2 separate regions of the Mus musculus genome follow, and region 1 is linked to region 2. A link is a contact called in public Hi-C data. All regions are on one chromosome and are shown on one strand. The core of a region is the stretch at or near the end of the contact, and the rest is flanking DNA. Distances in the headings are between cores, read along the strand shown. Region 1 has its middle 180 kb from the start of Gm32651. Region 2 overlaps Tfap2b (transcription factor AP-2 beta).

Region 1 (5,414 bases), core at 1,057-3,556, 560 kb after region 2:
AAGCTTTCACTTTTAGTGAAGTGATTAAATCAAAAATAATCTCCTTTCTTTGATGAGTAGTGAACTTATAATGCAACAGAGGTTGAGGCAAGCCTGCTGGGGCCTCCTGCTCCTCTGTCATCTCTGGAAGCAACAATACAGTCTTACCAGACTCAGAGTTTGTTAGCTCTTTGATCTTGTACTTTCTACCCTCCAGAACCATAGGGAAGAAATATTATTTATGAATTACCCAGTGCTGAATATTCTTGTAATAACGGCATGGAGAATCTGTATAGTGCTTAGCATCATACTTGCCACACAAGGTACTTCTGTGCTCATCACTATTCTAAGTTATTCATGCAACTCCCATTTCTGTCTAAAATCTTCCTAGTAACATCCAATTGTCTTTTCTTCTTTCATGAGACTAACGGACACTGAGAGAAACAGTATGTTACTTAACATGTAGGCCCTACACCAAACTTCTGAGTCAGCAGTTCACTTGTTAAAATAAACTTGAGAATCACTGTCTTTCTGGAGTTACCCAGAATCTTTGGGTATGAATTTATTATAGATAATTTTATTACCGGCTTAGGGCAATTTTTATGCCCACCAGTGAAGGAAAACACCCTCTTATTTAGATGGCATTTGCAGTGTTCACAGAACTCTGTTTACTAACAATCGCCCCAACACCTTAGAATTGGTCTTCCTTCAGCCTCTCCCGATGCTTCCTGCCATAAAGACCATTTGCTGGATAAGCAAGTAAAGAAGTGTAGGTTAGTTTTTATTTTTAGGCTTATAGTATTCTACATTTTCATCAATGTCAATGGTACATAATTTTAAATGTACTTTTAGATGGTATTTATATATTCATTCATATGTTTACACATTATTTAATTATCTGAAAACCTACTAAATAGGTTTTACTAGAATTAACTTTTTTTTTAAAGCAAATCTGTGAAAGTTACATAATAAACTCCACAGCCACAAGATAAGTGTATGATGAAGATGAAACTAACCCAGAACCTTCTCTTTGGTGTCAGAGCTCTGAACAGAGACAATAACCTTTCCTTGAGCAAATAGTAAGCATTGCAAATGTGTGGCCAGAACTTTAAGCATTGTCTTAATGCATGATGTCTAATGATATTAAATCTCAACTACTGACAGTCCAGAGCTCATGAGATAATGAGCTTGTCTGCTTGGCCTGATGACATGCAAAATCAAAAGAGAAGGATATGATTGATGTATATAGTATCACTTTTAAAAGACACTCAAGTATTGTCATTAAAGCAGTTTTATTTTTAATGAAGCAAAGTTAAGATCTACAAAAAAAAAAAAAAATGGGTTTTAACATAGGCTTATGCCCAGGCATTGGGGGAGCATTTAGGAAAATGTAGTACATTCCCAAGACATATGTTTGACCCTTTCTCAGAAGAGTCACTAGAGTAGTTTTAAAAGATTAAAAATAAGCAAATTATGATATATGAGATTTGGAGATTCAGATGTCATTAAATGGTGGCAGGTTTGGCTTTGATCCAGACTCCTAAGAACTCCTGTTTCACCCCATCACTTAAGACATCCCACTGTCCCAGTTTGCCTGAGAGTGATGCATTTCCCATAATATAAACCAAAGAGTTGGTTACCCTACTCTACCACAACATTGTCTAAGTTCTATCATATACTGTATAACTCTGACTTTACAAACGGCAATCAATGGTTAAGTGAGCAGGTCTTTGGGATCACCAAGTGGCCCATCTTGTTATCAAGATGAAATGAGAATAATAATGATAATCTTGTAACCCAAGATCTTGATTATGATACTAATCAAAACATTTGCCATAACAATGTCAATTATCATTAAATAGCATTTCCTTACTCACACCATGGGAACGTAGCCAGCAATATAATAAGCCACCCACGATGAAGTGAAGGGATGCTGCCTATGTTCTGGAAAAGGACCACAGAAAATAAACTGTAGAGAATTATTTATAAACTGATGTGATAATTTGTGTGTGGGAAGTGTGTTAGGTGCTCTGCAGCCACTCATCTTGATTCTGAAAGGGAAAGTGTCTTTCATCCAGACGAGCAATGACTATAAAAAATATGCACTAAGACACTGCCCTCTCCTCAGCCATAATCAGAAAACAACTTCATGTGATTCTACTTTTGATGACTCTTTGGTTATTATTTCCCAGTGATTTATAGATACCATGACACCATGAATGGGTTTTTCATATTTTGTATCACCCCCCGCCCCTTCCCCTTACCACTGGATTCTTTTCTAGCACTGAGCTCTTCTTATCCATGTCAACTTAGATTAAGTCAAATTAGTTCTCATTTCAATACTGACAAAGATTTTGTTTGACAGCAAGAGTCACCTCTGGTTTTCTCCCAAGAACATCTTATCTGCAGAATGAATCATATGCTACATCTGGGAGAATGACAGAGAAATCTAAGGCATTTCCACTTCTAATAGAATCAGAAAATACAAGGTTTAAAACCGTGGCTAAGGACATTCAAGCCCAACAGAAACAGAGACCGACTGATTTAACATTGGGGATTTAGGAAATCCTAGAATTTACTCTCAATTTATAGACAGGGATTTTATTAAGTATAAACCTTGAAGGGAGTGCATGAAAGTCAGGCTGATTTGAGAGTAGCAGTGACCCACATTGTAATCGTGAATGAAACTGGAAAGTGAAAGTGGGTGTGAGATGGAGAAAGGAGAGAAGAGACACATTTCTTTTGGTTACAGTCCTGAGTATATTTGTGTTGGATCTAAATCCAAAGCTGAAAGGCAACTCTAACTCAGCTCCTTTCACTGGTCACTGGATGTCTTAGACTCTTACATTCTTTATATACTAGATCTGGGCTTTTCTTAAACTGATATTCTATGCAAGTGAGACAAATGATGACTGCTCTTATTTTCTGGACAAAGAAGGATGCAAAAGACTTGATAGCAAATAATGTTTCCACAGCTACATTACTAGAGATTTGTCTAGGCTACAGACTTCTCCCTCTTTCTATGTCTTCCCACTGCTACCTTTCTTCTCATTTATGACAATTAAGTGGTTTTCATCTGTGTTTCATTGTCTAAGTTTGCAGAAGTAATCATGGAAGTTTGGCAGACTCAAAACAGGATGCATCATATGCCCAACTGTTTTCTTGTCCTGTGTGGGTAACTCATAAAGTACTGAATCCAAGTCCCTCCACAAAGTACTGAGACACAGTTCCTCAAGTTGCTGGTGTAACAGCTAGTGTTCATATCATCTCATTTACACTCAGGATAAGGGAAGACTTAATACTGAAGGATTATTGGGGCAAAGAGTTTTGTATCACAAACCCAGAAGAACAAAAAATGACCATGAAGCAACTTGTATAAACAGACACAGATAGTGACTGACAAAATCAAATTGACTTGTGTAAGAGATCTGATAGAAGAGATATTTAAAGTACTATATCCTACAACTCTAATATAATGATGCTTGCATAGTTTTACACTTCCACCTTATAAACTTCTGTGGTTTTGTTGGTTCTGGCTTCTTAAGGCATACAGTTAAGTCACATCCAAGTTTAAATAAAGAAAAGTGAAAATTGTTACTCGAAAGGATCATCTATCATTTTGTGTTGGTTTCTGCCTTTCTCACTTACCTGGCTGCATGTTATAAACAATGCATTTGATGTTTAATTAAGTCAAATTGAATGTAGTGTTTACTCCAGATGACTCTGCAGTATGACTCATAGTTAAGTATTTTCTCAGAGGGCTCATTTGCAAATGTACGAGGGCTAAAAACATTTGCAAGAAGGAATGGCAAATGAAATCATAATGAAGTGTTTTGAGAGTGTATCTGTCACCTAAAGAGTGGCAGCATTGAAGGGTAGCTTTTTCTCACCTGAAACTTCTGGTGTTTTAGTTGAAACCTTTGAGGATAGCTACTAGATGATTTTTAAAGTGTGGTTAAGTGGGATAGGTTTAATAACTTTAAGAACACATGTTAACTATCAACTTTCAAAGCACATGATAATGAATATAATTGTGACTACTGATTAAAACCAAAAGGCTTGTGAGACCCTCTTATTTTCAACTGTTAGTACACAGAATAAAATGAAACATAATAAAAACATTTATATGAGATAAAAAACAGATTTTCAAAATATCAGATATCTCCCACTTAACCAGATTTAGATATTCTTAAGGGTTGGAATACATGCCATTAATAAAAGTAATACATAGGTTGACTATTTGCTAATTAATAAATTATTTGTTGGAAATTATCAAGCCTCTAGAGTTTAAGCCCAGTATTTTCAAAAGATTTGCACAAATCTAGATGTGGACCAGGGAAAATGAGCATGGCATCCTACATGTAGATGTAAAGCTACTAACAACTGACGGATGCAGAAGGATGAGAATTTTCTTCAGGAGTGTAGCCCTTGGTAAACTCATCAGTACCCCATGGATAGCCTCACATGGAATGGATGTTTTTTTTTTTTTGTTTGTTTGTTTTTTTTTTTTTTTTGCTTTTGTTTTTGTTCTTTTAAAGAGCAAAGCTAAAAAGAACATGCAGTTAGTTGAGTGGTTAGAAAAGAGGAATGGATCTGGTAGGAATTGAGAATGGGATGAATGTGACAACATGCATGAAGAGTCTCAAAGAACTATTTAAAGTTATATCCATTTTAAAAACTAATTTGTATATATAAGTAAAGAATTCTACTTTCCTCCTGTAGATTGCCCTAGGGTTTGCAGGAGGTGAAGGATCCTTGGCCGCAAAATAATATCCAGAAAGACTTGGGCAACAATGATACAAAATGTATTACACATATCCACATGCTCCCTGAGGGATGGAGAGGAGGCACTGACTGAGGCTGAGAACCACAGATAAAGTCATAGCAAAGATGACATGAAAAATTCGAGCTTATTATCAGTTGTATGGCCAAGGGCAAATTATCTCTGGGCCTCAGTTTCTTCATTTGTATAATGAGAATAATAATAAAGAACCTCATAAGATTCTTGCCAATGTGATTTTAATTAATAAATTAATGTAATAATGCCCATAATGTTCCCAACGAATCACCTTGTACGTAGGAAGTTAGCAGTATAGAACTAATTACATCTATTGTTTTGCTCTCTTCTTAATTGTAAATTTTATATTCAGAGGAATGTTTCACTGCCAGCCAACCAGGGCTGCAGAGACAAATCAAATGTCCTCAGAAAGTCAGACTGAAGAATATCTTTGGGAAATATGACATAGTGAGACTCTCATTGACCACAGTCTACACCCAGCTCAATTATTTGAATATTTAATCATATCTTGGGTAATAAGTTTCCCATTATGTTTATAAATCTAGTTTTTCCTGAATAGACCTTATCTGTAACAGAGTAGTTTTGTAGCTACAATTACCTCTAAGACATAGTTATGCTTTCCAGATATCTTTATTTT
Region 2 (5,080 bases), core at 1,187-3,686:
GACAGAGACAGAGACAGAGAGATAGAGAGACAGAGAGACAGAGAGACAGAGACAGAGAGACAGACATATAAATTTATACCAGGAATAGTCAGAAGCCATAGAATTCAAAACTCTAAAGGTTAGACAGTCCTTTTCACTGGCCCAAGTGTGGGAACCTGCAACTGCACAGACTGGAGAAGATAAATGACTTTCTCAAGGTCAGATGACAAGTTAAAAACATGATGAGACCCTAGTCAAGTTTCAGGTTCCCAGATTCTGTCATTAAAGAATGCCAACACTTTTCATGGGGGGGGGGTATGCTACACATATTCTGGTGTGTGTATGTATGTGTTCTTACCAGAATTTCAGTGTCCAAATGTATATACACCTGCTGAACATGTGGAATAAAGTTTATATAAGAGGTAGACATGAACAGATGCAAATCTGAGGAATAGCGTCCCTGATTTCTCTTTTCAAAGCATTAACTTTCTGGGTTGCTTCCCTGTGCAGCACCCACATTTGTCAGTTTCTTTCAGTGAGACTTAACCCTTTACTATGTGAGGCAGGTCTACTCTCTCCCCCTCTTTCCCACACAGGGATTGTCAAATATGGTTCCCCAAATTTGCTGTTTCACCCTGAAGTTAATTGTTTAAAAGAGAATGAAACCCTAGCCCATTGATCTCTATATAGCCTACTACTGAGTAATATTTCCTCTAATTTTCCCTCCTTTTCTTAAAACTTCACTCACTGCCAGAAAATCCTAATCTATTTATGTATTTTTTTTCTCTTTTGGAATAATTTATGGGAAAAGGAAAGGAATGAGTTTTCCTGTGTGTGTGTGTGTGTGTGTGTGTGTGTGTGTGTGTGTGTGTGTGTATGCACACGTGTGCACGCGCACATCAAGAAGCTAGCTTTCCCATCCAACTGAGAGCTCACTTTTTAATGTATGCACAGAAAATTGTAAACACATAAAGAACCAAAGGCTTCATGCTGAGTCTTGCTATGCTCTGTCTCCTCAGCATTTTCCTGCTGTCGCTTTAAACCTATCTCAGTCATCTCAGGTTCCATGAGCAGGAACAGTGTGCTCATAATTACTAACAGATCAACTGGGCCCTGTTGCTCTCTGAGTTTATTGATAAGCTGGAAAAAAGCAGAAGGGAATAAAATACTAGGTTAATCAGCTGAGCTAAGCAGGTGTGAGGGTGAGAGGAAGGTAAGATGATTAGCAAGCTATGGACCAGAAGGAAAGCTGGAAAGAGAAATATGTAGGGTCTGGTCTTGGGGCTCCAAGCTGGGCCAAGGGTAAGGAGCGTGAGCTGATGTTAGAACCTGCAGATACAGGATAGAATGCAAGAAGGTGATTTTGATACAAAATGGAAATATAATTTAAAACATTTCTGTTCACCTTGTGAGGTTTGGGGAGGAGTATAGTGGGGGTGAGCTTGCTAAGATGGAAGTGTAGACACATGCATTTTTATATGTACATGCAGAGAGACACAGCCCAGTGGAGGGACTAACATACTCTCCTTAAAGGAATTGGCTCCTACCAGCTGAATCAGGCTGTCAGCAATAGTACAGTTCAAGAACAGGGTATAAAGTCTCTCTGAAAGCCTAAGTTTTCAAGAAATTTGGCATCTGGGAATCAGAAAGCCAGAAAAAAAACCCTACTGTAAGCATAATACAACTGTCAGTTTGTTGGGTTTGTTCTGTTATTAAAATATTCTAAGCAATGCTAAACAAAGTATCATTGATGAGATCTTTTACATAATTTATTTCTTTAGCTCTTCTATGGAAACTGCAAAGAGCTATCTTATTTAGGGGAACTCTTTCCCAAGCTGATGTCACGACACTTGCTATTAGTATAAATTATATGTAAAGAGTTTAATATAAATAGGAAATATAAATATCAAGAATGTTCTGGAAGAAGACAAGAGTGCATGTGGATACTGTGTACAAGTATTAAATGTCTCCATCCCAATCAACCATTTTCAAAGAGACTTACAATCACCGTTATCACTCATGTCTGGTGAAAATACTTTGACATTTTGCTGCTTTGGTCTCAAATGTGAAGCAGTCCCTAATGAAAATATAAGTGTCCAGAAAAATCAAAATCCCCTTTGTACCTTGTCCTTACTCATGGCAGTGCAAAAGATGTCCCCAGTTTTCTAATACAATTCCTCCAACCAGAACAAACAGGTCCTGGACATCAACAATAGGTCCTGAAATTCTACATCTATATCAAGAAGTGGTCAAAGGGAATGCTTTAGTGTCTAAATCAACTCCCTTAAAGAAAGCTGTTTTGGAAAGGTTTTGTAAAACACCCAAGTACATTAATAAACACCTAACTTTTGGAAATCTCTCAACAACCATGGAGTCTGAATGCTGAAATCTGTGCTGTAAAGAGCCAACCCAAAGAGATGTCGCACTGTGTTATTTGTCCTGTAGAACAGAAGTTTTACTCTTTTCCCCTAAAATTCTGGTGCCCATGTGGTAGAGAGTGTGTCTTTCCCAGCCATATTGATAGGGTGAGATTAGCCATTATGAGAAAAGTACAAGTCGAAGTTGATTTTTTTCTCCTATTCTAAATATATACTTCAATGTGTTCTCCACGGAAGAAGTTAACTTGTATGGGAAATAGGGAGAAGTTCAAAGGGGGAGACTTTCAGGACGCTGTTCTCCCGGTTCTCATTCCCGCAGCCTTCCACCTAGCTCAGCCTAGTCCTGACATACGGATGACACGGAAACACAATTAAACAGAAACACAAACTGCAGAGGCTGACTGCACCAGGGGCGCAGTGGCAACTAGCTGTCAGCTCTTATTAACTTCTGCATAAAACATACCTTGAGTGTGGTTTGTTATCAATTACTTGCTGAAACGAAAGAACTAGGGCAAGGCAAGACCGCCACCGCTCATCTGAATTACAGTGATTGGCTGATTGATCGGGGCACCTGTTGTAAATCATAACCGTTCTAAACAATCAGCAGCCGGTGCCTTAATTTGTAAACAAAATTCATGTCACTGCTTTGCTCTTACTGGAGATGAGCATTTGGGTACATCTCTAAACGGATCCTGCTCTTGTTTTGTGTGGGGGGGATTGGGAGGTGGGGTGGGTGGGGCTCACTAAATAGCAAGAAGCAGCTCTTATTCCTCCCTCCTCCGCCAACCCCCACGTGCACCCCATCTTCAGTGATGTTCTTTACTTTAGACAAGTTTGGGTCCAGTCAGAGAGGAGGAATTTCCATAAAGATCATTGGATTCAACGTTTATCTCAGAAAACTTCACCCTCAAGTACCAGATGAGATAGTGTTATCCTGGGGAGGACCTTGGAGGAAACTGCAATCAGGATCTCTGCTAGGTGTCCATGGTAGCACAAGAAGCACGCACGTGACAAATTAGGCTTTGCCTAGGTTCACAGCGTGAGCCAATAGTCAAGGTCTAACTGGGCTATGGCAAGCGACTCTCACATGTCCTCTGGTCTGGGGTAAGTTTCCATAGGAATGCTGACATTTGGGTCAGTTCACAGCAATGAACGCAATACAGTTTGGGAAGTACTGGATTAGCTGCTCGCTCTACTCTTTCCACTTGGTGGCTGCCGGGGGTGGGGTGGGGTGGGGGTGGGGTGGGGGGGGGTTGGTTTTCCCAGATGACTTGTGCTGTCCTATCAACCCTCGGTAGTGTTAATGAAGCCTGGTCACCTTTATGGAAACTTTTTTTCCCTTTCTCCATCTCTCCCTAGTTCCTGTCCCTCCCAAATCTGTGACTTCTCTAATGATGAATAAAGATGGCTTCTTGGGAGGAATGTCAGTCAACACCGGCGAGGTATTTTGCTCAGTCCCGGGCCGTTTATCTCTACTCAGTTCAACTTCAAAGTACAAAGTCACTGTGGGCGAAGTTCAGAGAAGGCTCTCGCCCCCTGAATGCCTCAATGCATCTCTCCTGGGCGGCGTCCTCAGAAGGTAAACAAAATAAAACAAACAACAAAAACTACACACACACACACACACACACACACACACACACACACACACATACACACAGGATTCTATTAGTGGAGGAGGGTGGTGGAAATTGAGGAAGAAGGTTTGACGCAGTTGCTTAGCAACCCGGAGTTTAAGTGAATCCCCAGTACCAAGTGGCAGGAAGGTTGAGGCTGGGAGTCTGGGGTTCTAGTGCTGTGTTAAGTCTGCAACCAAAGCCCTACTCGTGCCAGGCTACACTGCGCATGCGCAACCCTCCTAAAAAAATTCGGGATTGGAATCCTTTCACTCTCTTGTCAGTGCAAGGCTCCCAACCATATAAACTCTCTGCGGTGGCATTAGCCAGAGTTCAAGCCAGAACCTAGTCTCCCCACCAAGCACGCTCATTTGAAACAGACAAAAGCAGCATGCTGTCTATGTCCTTTCCACTTCACTGATTTTAAAAGATTAATTCACTAGCATATTGTGCTCCCTCCCCCGTTTTGAAAAGATCTTTTTTTTTTCTAGATCTATGACCTTAATAGTATCACACCTTACAACATTAATAGTGCTTTATAACTATTAGTAGTCATTTCCTGGGGCTATGTAACTGCTCCCCAATATTGCAACCCATGGGCAGACTCCTGGTGAAAATGGAGGAAGAAATGGCTCCCCTCTCCCCCAACAGTTCTTGCCAACATCTGGACCCTTAGTGTTGTCCTTACTAGGTCAGGGACTTTGCGTGAGACAAAACTTTCTAAAGTTAAAACCCATTTTAGATGTTCACGATCTCTTTCTTTCCTAAAAGTGGCTGGTTAAAGAGAACAGCAACCGGGTTCATACAGGATAACCAGTTTCCCATTATTTTTGCCCAGCCCTTAGAGGACATGGAGAGCCTTCCGGAGTGCTAAGTATTGGTGTGATCCAGGAATATTCTTTATCTGAATCCTCTTCTACTGTTCTTGTTTGGTTTGATTTTCAAGTGAGTCTCTTGAGTTTCATAGTCAGGCTATTTTTTTTAATTGTGATTATGATTGTCATTAATTTTTTAAGACAAAAGTTTCTCTGTGTAGCCCTGGCAGTTCTGAAACTCACTTTGTAGATCAGGCTGGTCTGCAACTCAGAGATCTGCCAGTCTTCACTT

Evidence for each region. Hi-C and Micro-C count contacts between places; a contact is called where the count stands out from the background.
Region 1: a contact with region 2 is called in a Hi-C map of the N1E-115 cell line, with 3 times the contacts expected there. The contact joins two enhancer-like sites. A contact is called at or near these places in 3 of 39 promoter capture datasets (the HPC-7 cell line, cranial neural crest and embryonic stem cells), 8 of 484 Hi-C or Micro-C datasets (the AML12 cell line, the N1E-115 cell line, cortical neurons and 4 more) and 8 of 115 datasets of contacts at active chromatin or transcription factors (a beta-TC-6 cell line, craniofacial prominence, embryonic forebrain and 5 more).

The regions. Positions count from the first base shown.
Region 1 is chr1:19,784,860-19,790,273 of GRCm38.p6, forward strand. No RefSeq gene overlaps it. Among named protein-coding and RNA genes, the nearest start is that of Gm32651, 180 kb to the left of the region's middle. Within about 2 kb of position 2,307, at least 2 of the 459 cell types and tissues checked have an H3K27ac peak or open chromatin away from gene starts, as enhancers often do. A contact at or near this core is called in the N1E-115 cell line, where this site is marked.
Region 2 is chr1:19,222,720-19,227,799 of GRCm38.p6, forward strand. Tfap2b (transcription factor AP-2 beta) reads left to right here. Exons shown (of 7, transcript NM_009334.3): 4 at 3,717-3,936. Among named protein-coding and RNA genes, the nearest start is that of Tfap2b, 16 kb to the left of the region's middle. Within about 2 kb of position 2,437, at least 3 of the 459 cell types and tissues checked have an H3K27ac peak or open chromatin away from gene starts, as enhancers often do. A contact at or near this core is called in the N1E-115 cell line, where this site is marked.